Regions from separate parts of the Danio rerio genome. Here region 2 is linked to region 1. Evidence: chromatin contacts called from public HiCAR-type data. All regions are on one chromosome and are shown on one strand. Each heading gives the region's core, a stretch centred on a gene start, on an enhancer-like site or on the middle of the called end of the contact. The rest is flanking DNA. Distances are from core to core; before and after follow the strand shown.

Region 1 (4,779 bases), core at 649-3,148:
TATAATTATAAAAATTCAGCAAACAGTCAGTAAACAAACACGGCTAATAAGAGGCTTTATGTAGCTTATATAATCTAAAAACAAAACAATTCACAGATGCTACACAAAATATCAGGACATTCAACGTACAGCTGTGATAGTGCAAAATAGCAAAAAAATTTATGATACAGAAGTGTATATTTCCTATCCAGCATTTGGGTTTTTAAATCCAATTTTTTTAAATGGTCACTGCATTAAAAGGCACCGTGTACTTAGCGAGGTTGTGAGTTATTTTAGTTATCTGCTGGTGCCTGTGTGATGTTTTTTCATATGGTATAACAGCCGCAAACAACTGAAATTGTACTTTGTTGTTGCTAGTGTCACTGCCAATACTTTACACTCCTTATATAGCCCCCTGTGGTGTTTTTAGGTGCTGGTTGTATTTCCTCGTGCTGGCAACAATTCTGTGACAGCTCATACAAATGACCTGTTTTTGTTCAGTGTCTGTGACTTTAAAACCAAAATATTTGCATATTACCAATGCTGTTTTTACATTTATATTAATTAGTCTATTAATGCTTCTGAAGGAGCAGACACCTTCATCCCACTCGTCTGCGCTTTCCTGTTTGTTTGTTTTTTTTGTTTTTTATGGTGGGAGTTCCACATTGTTCCATTGCACAATTCTGATTGGGCAATACAAAAGTGTACTCACTTAATTGGCTAGTAAGACTGTCACATAGTAAGACACATTGACAGCAGTCAGCATTTGCTCTGAATGGGGGAAATTAAATAATATACATTACATTTCATATCGCAGCCTCTTGCGATTAGCGCACGTTTCAAATCATAATTGTGAATTGATTAATCGCACAGCCCTAGTTGTCTAGTGAAAAAATGTGATTTCTGAACTGGGACACAGCTCCTGCATGAAAAGACTTGAAAGCTGTATACATTATGAGAAAATTATTATTATTTTTTTTTTTACTTGTGATTCTTAGTAGATCCCCATAACAAAATTAGGAACCTTTCAATTAGCATAATAGGGGTACTTTAATTGTAGCCATGGGCACATACATTCATTTGCACATTTAACGTGAAAGGAATCTTTCAGTAATTAATCACAATGGTTTCTTGTGTGAACTGTAAAGATACTATACATGTAAAAATGGAAAAAAAATATTACTAACTGAGAATACTTAAACATTGTCTAATAATTTATTATCCTATGTTGGACAGGTAGTACTGACAAAGAACTGAACGTTTTTGTGAGTGTTTTTATATTATGTAACAGCATTCTTACGCTTTCGCCCCGAGCTCATATTAGACTCCAGCAACTGCAGCTTTTTCGCCAGCTCTTTTCTTTTCGCTTCATTTCTCAGAAGGTATTTCGCCAAAGCACATGCATATTGTGTTGCCCTAAAGAAAACAAACATATGAACGTTTAGGCACAGTCTAGCTCATTTTATGCCACGTAATTTTAACTCAATGTCGTTTTTGACAGATGACAAGAGACTGACCTGAAAATGCGATCCCTTCCTTGACTTTGGTTCGTGAAGCTGATGAAAGTTTCCATGTGGCTGAAACAACTAACTTACCGTGAAACAATACTGTGCAAAAGAGATTCTTTCGGGAATAAATAACTAAAGCACCAAAGCGCAATTCATACTAAACCATGTGTGTGTGTCCTGTCAGACACGATCCTTGTCGACTGTAGGAACAGGGGTGAAAGTTCATGCACCACACTGTACAAAGACACACTGTTGAAACCATCGAACAAACTTCACGACCCTTTTTAGTAAACAAATATCTTGCTGTGTTTATAAAAGCGATCGTGGTTTCGATCTAAGTAATAATAAGCGATTCAAAATGCACGACACTATAAAAAGCTTCTTATGACGGGCAATGAAAGTCCGATTCATTTTGTGGAGTCGGTTCTTTTGAGCAGTTTAAAACCATTCACCTGCCTTGCGACTGAACGTAATTAAATAACTGTTGCAGATAATATTAGAATCATAAACATTATACCAGCACGTTTTATTTGCATAGTTTTTATATGCAGTGATGGACAGCTTTGTGCCGTACTTTTAGCTCTCTTCGCTTTGAGCAATTCGTGAACGAATCGTTTGAGTCTTTGAATCATTTGACATGTTTCATTGACCCGAATCGCATCATTCGCGTATTAATTTATTAAAAGTTGTGTTCCAATATATACAATACTATTTATTGTGGTATTTAATATATCATTTTTAGATAATGGTAAAATTAAGTGTTTACAAATTCGGAGCTCGGGTATTTTATCGGATGTTTTTGGACGACGGACAAGTCACAACAGTGCCACTTCCTGATTTAACCAACCAATCAGCGTGATTCTTCTCCCTCAGTTAAGCGCAAACCACGCCCCAATGTGAAATAAGGCCAATGCTTGATTCCGCTTGATAATTTGAACCACTGCCATGCGACTGACAAATAAGCTATGGTGTGTTTTAGAGAAATAAGTTCAGGTAGGCATAATTCTTTGTTTTTAGCATAATCTGCCAGTGCCATTATGCAGTTTAACAAACTATGAATGATTGAATGAATTACGTTGCTGCCAATACGACTGATTATTAGAGTACTTCAACAAGCTGTTGAACAGGTGAACATGAACAGGTGTACATGATAAAGTAATAGAATTGTGTTGAAAAAAATCTTCTATTTAAGTATATATAAACTTTATTTTCATCAACTAGTACTCTGGATTGTTTTGCTATGAATAATATATAAACAATCACAGTATACAATCACAGTTTTAGATACGTGAGACCTCACATAAAAGTCACACAACAGACTCATTTTGACAATTCATGCCTTTTATTATTCACATAGTGATTTAAACTATTAAATTTAAAGTGAATCTGTGACGCATTTCTTCCATTTGGTTATTCTCTTTGATGTGACCTGTTACATTTTACTTCTTCAATTAGTTTTTTATTAATATAATTTCTGATCTGGACCCTGAAAGAGAATATTTGATATTGTTCACATTATTATTTTATTAAGCTGGTGTCGTGTTTGAATATTGACCTTAAGTTCAAAATGATAAGATTAAATCTAGAGTTCATCGATGCTGGCAGTCATTCCTTTCAGATGATTAAAATCATACTTTCTACATATAAGAATGCAATTGACTTCATATGTTTGCACACTGTCAGATGGCGTATACTGCATATAAATTACTTTTATTTAAATAAAACTCAGTGTGTGCTCTCATACTGTGATCAGTCCGATCAGACCTGCAGAGGGCAGTGTTTAATCAAGAAACCACCTCATTTTTAGTCTCATAATATATTTAGTGAATCTTATAAATAACGTCTTTGCCCACACCACCCAAACTTACCTCAATCAAAAATTAGTTCATTTCAAGGTTGAGATGTGGCATTTTTAAATGCAGTTCAGGAAAAAGCCTGCCTATATTAAGTATTCTGTGACATTTTGTGATATTGAATCTTATTATTGATCAGCCTTATTGTAATTTCCAGTTGTTTCAGACTATATTAATACATTAAATGGTTTTGAAAGAATGAAACAGATCTGATTTGGCAGCACATTTGTGTGCATAAGAGTGACATTAATGAGGTACAATAGAAGTTATTAACCCCCCTTTGATTTTTTTTTCTTTCTTTTTTTAAATGTTTCCCAAATGATGTTTAACAGAGCAAGGACATTTTCACAGTATGTCTGATAATATATATATTTTTTCTGGATAAAGTTTTATTTGTTTTATTTTGGCTAAAATAAAAGCAGTTTTAAATTTTTTAAACACCATTTTAAGGACAAAATTAGTTGCTTCGTTAAGCTATTTCTTTTCCCATAGAAATAGAACAAACCATCATTATACAATAACTTGCCTAATTACCCTAACCTGCCTGGTTAACCTAATTACCTGGTTAAGCCTTTAAATGCCACTTTAAGCTGTAAATAAGTGTCTTGAAAAATGTAAAGTCAAATATTATTATTATTATTATTATTATTATATTATGTACTGTCATCATGGCAGAGATAAAATAAATCAGTTATTAGAAATTATTTATTAAATGTGCTGAAAAAAAATCATCTTTTGGCTAAACAGAAATTGAGGAAAAAAATAAACAGGGGGGGCTAATAATTCAAGGGGGGTTATAAATCTGACAAACTGTATTCCTGGAACTACTGAAGTTTAAAGGTGCTTTTGATCATGATAATAAGACAATATTTTTATGAGTGTGTTTGTGCTGGTGTATCTTAGCTCATTTAGGCATGTCAAGGATAATATGGCAGTTAAGCTGCCGGTAAGTGGCAGCAATCAATTTAATAATTCATTCAAGCAATTTGTTGAAAACAGCTGACTAAAGGCGAGTGTCTGCCTTTAAGGATGCATCATAGATATCAAGATGTTTTGATTAATCTTGTGGTGATCAACATTAAAGAACAGTCTACAGCAGGGGTGGCCAACCCTGTTCCTGGAGAGCCACCTTCCTGCAGATTTCAGTTACAACCCATATCCAATACACCTGCCTGTAATTATCACGTGGTGTTCACTTCCTAATTAATTGGTTCAGGTGTGTTTGATATGGGTAGCAACTGAAATCTGCAGGAAGGTGGCTCTCCAGGAACAGGGTTGGCCACCCCTGGTCTACAGTTTCCTAAATTCAGAGGTCATGACCTACATGAAGTTATTCTAACAGACGTACAACAACAGTTTTAAGAATATTTCATACAGTCGATTCTGAAGCCTTAAACTAGATATTTGATACTTTTACTCAATGCGATTGCGTGTTACGA
Region 2 (5,390 bases), core at 2,590-5,089, 210 kb before region 1:
ATTTTCTATCTCTATGAGAACAATTTAATATAACCTGGGAGGCAGCACTGGTCAGTTAACCTTTTTATTCTGAGCTCAGAACATGAACAGCCTCTAATGGGGCCACACCACAAGGGTGCTACCCTTGTTGATGGTGATGGTTAATATTTTGTAAATCAAATAATATGTAGGCCTGATACAATCAATTTATCGGCATATCTTGCAATACGTTTACATGACTTCAATCATTTATGATGGCGCAATGTATATCATCCATCATGATTTAACTTTTTTAAATGAAATTTCTTCTAAGTTTTTGCTGATTGCGCAGCTTCTGTCATCTAATCGTCATTGGAGGTATACGGGTTCAACTCTTTCTACAAACAATGTTTTCTAATATAATCCCGTTTAGTTTTTGAGCACTGGTGAGACCTTTGACACTTATGATTGGCCATTGTTCACTCGCTCAATGGAAATAACTGTAATTGCTTGGTGAACAGGGATGATCGTAAGAGCCAGTGACGCGGTCACTAAAGAACAGCTATTTTTCATCTATTCATCTACTACTATCTATCTAACATTTATTACTGAACCGATAAGGTGCAATGAAGGGTAATAGGTGATTTTTTTTTTTTTTTTTTTTTTCCTTTAAAAACAAACATGTTTTTCACCCTTGAATGTGTTTGACTATTTATATGCTGTTATATAATCAGCAATTTTACATTTTAGTCTGTTTATAAAATGGTCTTAAAATGACAATAATAATACTTGCGCGGTATATTGTCATAGAAATTATCGCGATAACAAAAGTGACTTATCGTGGCAGGCCTAATATTGGGCCCTAAATCACAGAAGCCAATAAACGCATAGTAATTAACACAACAATCCATGTATTTTAACTAACTAATAACACTAACTAACTAATATAACACAAACTAACTCATAACCATTTCCCATGATGCACCTGGCTATAGGCTATAAAACAAATATTAAACTGAATTAAAAATTAATTGAAGTACTGCTTAATTTTTGTGCCAAGTTTCCTTGCTTTCCAAAAGTATGTGTTTGTCCCAGGGTAAGCTCAGTGTAGAAAGCCCTATTACAACGCTTTAAAATCTAAAGGTTTTTAATGTCTTCTGAATCCTCATCATTACAGAGAAGTAAAGAAACATGTTAAACTGGGCCGGAGGTCAGAGTCACAGGTCAAGCTGAGTCTTCACAAACGGAGGAAGACCCTGAGCAACTGCTGTGGAGTTTAAGTCTTGTTTGTTTACTTGTCTTTTATTTTAGTGTCAGTGCTTAGTTAAGCTAACAATTTATTATAATTTTTTTTAAAATAAGTATTGCACTTTGTGAAATCAAGTCCTTTTTATTAGAAAAAAAAAGTTTATAATATATTATTTGTTTTATTAATTGTAAATTTTAAGCCATTTTATACAGCTTTGGATGTTTCATTTGCATTTTGTTTTTGTTTTTTTAAAAGCACACTGATCAAATGTATACTTGTGCATTTGCCTACAAATGATCAAATCACTTCAGGGTTCAGTGTTTGTTTTTTGTTTTTGTTTTATTATTTATATGTTGTAGTTATTGTGACAGATTTACAAATAAAACTTTTACATTTAAATCCAAATCCAAGGTCTGGAAGTCTTTATTAGGCAGCACAAAGAACACTGCTTTAGAACAAACTCTGATTTGAGCGACATTTATTTAACAATTTTAAGTTGATATTAATAAGGAATGAGATTTAAAAATGCAAGTGTATGTGGTTCCAATATGTATTTTGTTCTTGTTTCTTTACATGGTAAATACTGATCAAGAAAAGTAGGTCAATTTACACTTTTACTGTGTACATGTCTCAAACCGGTGCAATACAATGGAAAGTACCAACAAAGGGGCTTCTGAATTGAGACCAAAACCCCACTATAGACTTATGGCATTCATAAATAAGATGGCTTGGATCTGTCCAGAGGGTTTGTTGACATCTACTGTTTGGCTTTAGAATCCCCTTTTTCGTGGGCTTTCTTTTGCTTCTGTTGCATTATTTCTGCATCTCTATAAAGAAAAATAATGTATGAAAGTGGCGTTAAATGTCCCATAACTGTATCTAGTTTAAGTTAGACGTGCATTACAGCTTACCTCTGCTTCCTGGCAGCAGCAGATAAACCGTCGTCATTTCTCTTGCCCTTTTGCATATCACTGTGTTTTTTGACATTCTTTTGGCGAGCAAGTTCACGCTGATTTCCCCCTAAAAGAAGATAATGTTTAAGTTATCTGGTCTGACTGGACCATATCTTTTAGTCTTCATAACATGTTTTTACTTCTATTTTTTTTTTTTTTTTTTTTTTTAAGACATGGAATTAGTTATTGTAATTCAACATGCTGTGAAATCATTTACATTTGTATTGGTCATATTTCAAGGAGCATTTTGTGTTAAACTTAAATTTAACTTTTGGTTGTAGGGCTACACAATATATTGTTTGAGCATAGATATTTTCTCTAGACAGAGAATTTAAGGACAATAGAATGAATGTTAATTGTCTGCAGGGGTTTTAAGGCCAGTGCCCATATAAACCTTTTAAGAGCATAAAGTTAAATTTAAAGATGAATTTTATTGAAAATCTTTATGAAGACTATTTCTTTTAACTATATGCTATACAGGCATTAATTTACATTTGAATTTTCACTATCTGTAAACAAATACTGTTAGACTGTCCACAGGAAACCATAAATCATTATTTCACTTAATAATTTGCTCCATTGTTTGATTGTATTGTTATTTCAAATATTTATTTCACACCTATAAAATCATTGCAATCAATCTAAAGTTTTTACAAAAAGGGTTAGTCATTTGGTTAAACTTTATCGCAATATATTACATTATCCTATACAGTTGAAATCAGAATTATTAGGTTTTTTTATTATTATTAAAAACTGCTTTTATTCTGGTCAAAATTAAACGAAAGACTTTATCAAAAGAAAGAAAGAAATTATCAGACATACTGTGAAAATGTCCTTGCTCTGTTACACATTTAGGAAATATTTAGAAAAGGGGAAAAAAAATCTGAGGCGCTAATAATTTTGACTAACTACCTTTGCAATATGTATTCCAGAGAAAAAAAATGGCAATGTCTTTTCCAATATCTTTGTTCCAAAAACTTTTTTCAATATCATGCAGTGCTAATTGGTTACACAATATAACGATTTTATTTATAAAATAATTTAATTCGAATAACAATATAGCAGTATTTAATTTTGGACCGACCCACAACTAGCCTACATATTGTGTTGATTAAAACAGGTGGTGTTCTGTTTGCCTCTTTGCTCGAACATTGTTATCACTAACAACATACCATGGCTTAACATACACATGGCACACAATATGCTAAAAACGTATTTTAATAACGCCTAATCATAATGGATCTCAACCTTTTTGTTTCCAAAGATTTAATAAGAGAAATGAATGCAATATACACTTAATACGACTAGCTCTGTCAAAGCTGAAAGGGGTGTGTGCGCTGTATTATGGTGACACTAACATGTACACAACGAAATGGCACCTATAACATATTCAGATGTGCTGAACTCTGTGGAAAACAGCTGCATTCATTAACTAACGGTAACTTTAAACTGTTAACCATTAAGTTTAAAATTGAATCGGTCAATCCCAAATGCTTCATAACGTTTGTCCATCTAAATACTGCTATAATGACTCAAGTGAGATCAGTTTATATACTCACTCGTCATCTTTGATCAGTTAGTCCAGTTTTCAGATTAGCTCACCCAAAGGGCCGCTATTTTATTGCCGAACCACAAACTACCTTCCCTGTCTGGCGTTGAACTCACTCTGGATGATTCCACCACAGCATCGCGAGATCTCATTCTGCACAGGAAGCAGCAAACATCTGATTGGATATGTGAGGTGTGACGTCAGGTACAGGGTTAAACTGGGATGTGGGATGATAGTCCAAATATTGGAATGTTACTGATATTTGCACCTTTTGTAAAAATGAGTGTGATCGTTTGTCACGGGTTTTTTCCCCATGGAATGTATCATCATTGTTTTGGAATGATTTAAGTTCATGCTGCTTTTCCAAGGGTCATATGAATGGTAATTTGCACTTTAAGAATGTTTTGTTATTTTGAAAACCAAAAGTCGTAATTAGATTTAGAAGTCACCGAGAAATTTGTTTGGCTAGCTGGGAAATTTTAGTTTTACAAACAAATTTTAAAGTTGCGTAAAATTCCAATTTTATAGACTTGTGTAATTTAATTAAACTTTAGATTAATTGATAAGAAATGTTTCTTTCTTGGGTAAGTATGATTTTTTTCATGCTTCTTGAATTTTGTTTTTATATTGATATTTTTAGTTAACGTTACATTATTTTTACGTGTAATTTTAATTATTGTTTTGCTGAGAGTGAACAATGAACCAAACAACTTTGCAATCTTATTTGCCAAAGTTAAGAAAATGGAAATAAAATGACAAGAACTTTTTATTTGCCGTTAAACAATGCTAGAACCATAATAACAATTCTTATCAATATCATAACTTTGATATAAAGTAGGGCCTAAAGCCTACAGTATGGATTATGACCAACAAAAATAACTACTGATAGGCCTAATTTGAGGAAGAGGAAGTTGATGAATTTTTGAGCCACCAACAGCCTATAATGACACCGTGTAATTGCTGTCAGTCGGGGCCTGAACTGCAGTATTTTCCCGGACTCTAAAACATTAGCATTTAGCCTACATGTTTAAAGGGATAGTTCACCCAAAAAAATGTAATGGTCATTTACGCAACTTTAATTTTTTCGCACCTTTCTTTTGTTAAACACACAGTTTAATGAAGGCGGAAACTAGTAACCTGACTTCCATAATATTTTTTTTCTTTTTTTTTTTTGGTGAGTGTTTTTGTGCAAAGCCTAATTTAATCCTGTCATTAGATAAATACACTAAACCACCAGTAGGTGGGGTCAAGTTCCCGTCTTAAAAGGACCGTTCACTCCGCATAAATAAAAATAATACATTGTCATAAATTGCTTATCCTCAAGCCAATAAGATTTCCATTCATCCTCGGAACACAATTAATGACATTTAATATTGAAATTGAAAAGAAAATTGAAAAGTTTTTGTTCCTCCACTGAAAGCTTATGCAGGGCTACTTCGAAAACCCAGAAACATTATGGCTAACTGGAATAATTTTTTCTTCTGTGAGAGCTACAGCCTTTTAGAACACTGAACATTCTTCATTTTTTTGTATGGAATATACAGGTTAGAACCCTATTTCTGGGTTCAAGCCTCATTTAAATGGAGTAACCCAACCTCAGTAGCTGACTTTCACACATTAAAGTCAATATTTTACAAAATAATCATTACAGTCTCTGAACTTGCTGTATCCCAGACACTAA

Evidence for each region. HiCAR-type assays count read pairs that join an accessible place to other places.
Region 2: a HiCAR-type map of caudal fin shows a contact between it and region 1, with 4 times the contacts expected there. The contact joins the promoter of serf2a here to the promoter of pex11a in region 1. A contact is called at or near these places in 1 of 18 Hi-C or Micro-C datasets (embryo) and 2 of 4 datasets of contacts at active chromatin or transcription factors (caudal fin and embryo).

What each region holds. Positions count from the first base shown.
Region 1 is chr18:26,970,641-26,975,419 of GRCz12tu, reverse strand. pex11a (peroxisomal biogenesis factor 11 alpha) reads right to left here and starts at 1,898. Exons shown (of 3, transcript NM_001103120.1): 1 at 1,497-1,898; 2 at 1,280-1,395. The coding sequence starts at 1,552. It also overlaps a transcript of gnrhr4 not described here.
Region 2 is chr18:27,180,232-27,185,621 of GRCz12tu, reverse strand. It overlaps serf2a (small EDRK-rich factor 2a), which reads right to left and starts at 3,839. Exons shown (of 3, transcript NM_001172661.1): 1 at 3,720-3,839; 2 at 2,119-2,227; 3 at 1,532-2,034. The coding sequence starts at 3,726. The coding sequence ends at 1,965. rasef2 (RAS and EF-hand domain containing 2) reads left to right here. Exons shown (of 17, transcript NM_001089427.1): 17 at 1,136-1,612. The coding sequence ends at 1,238.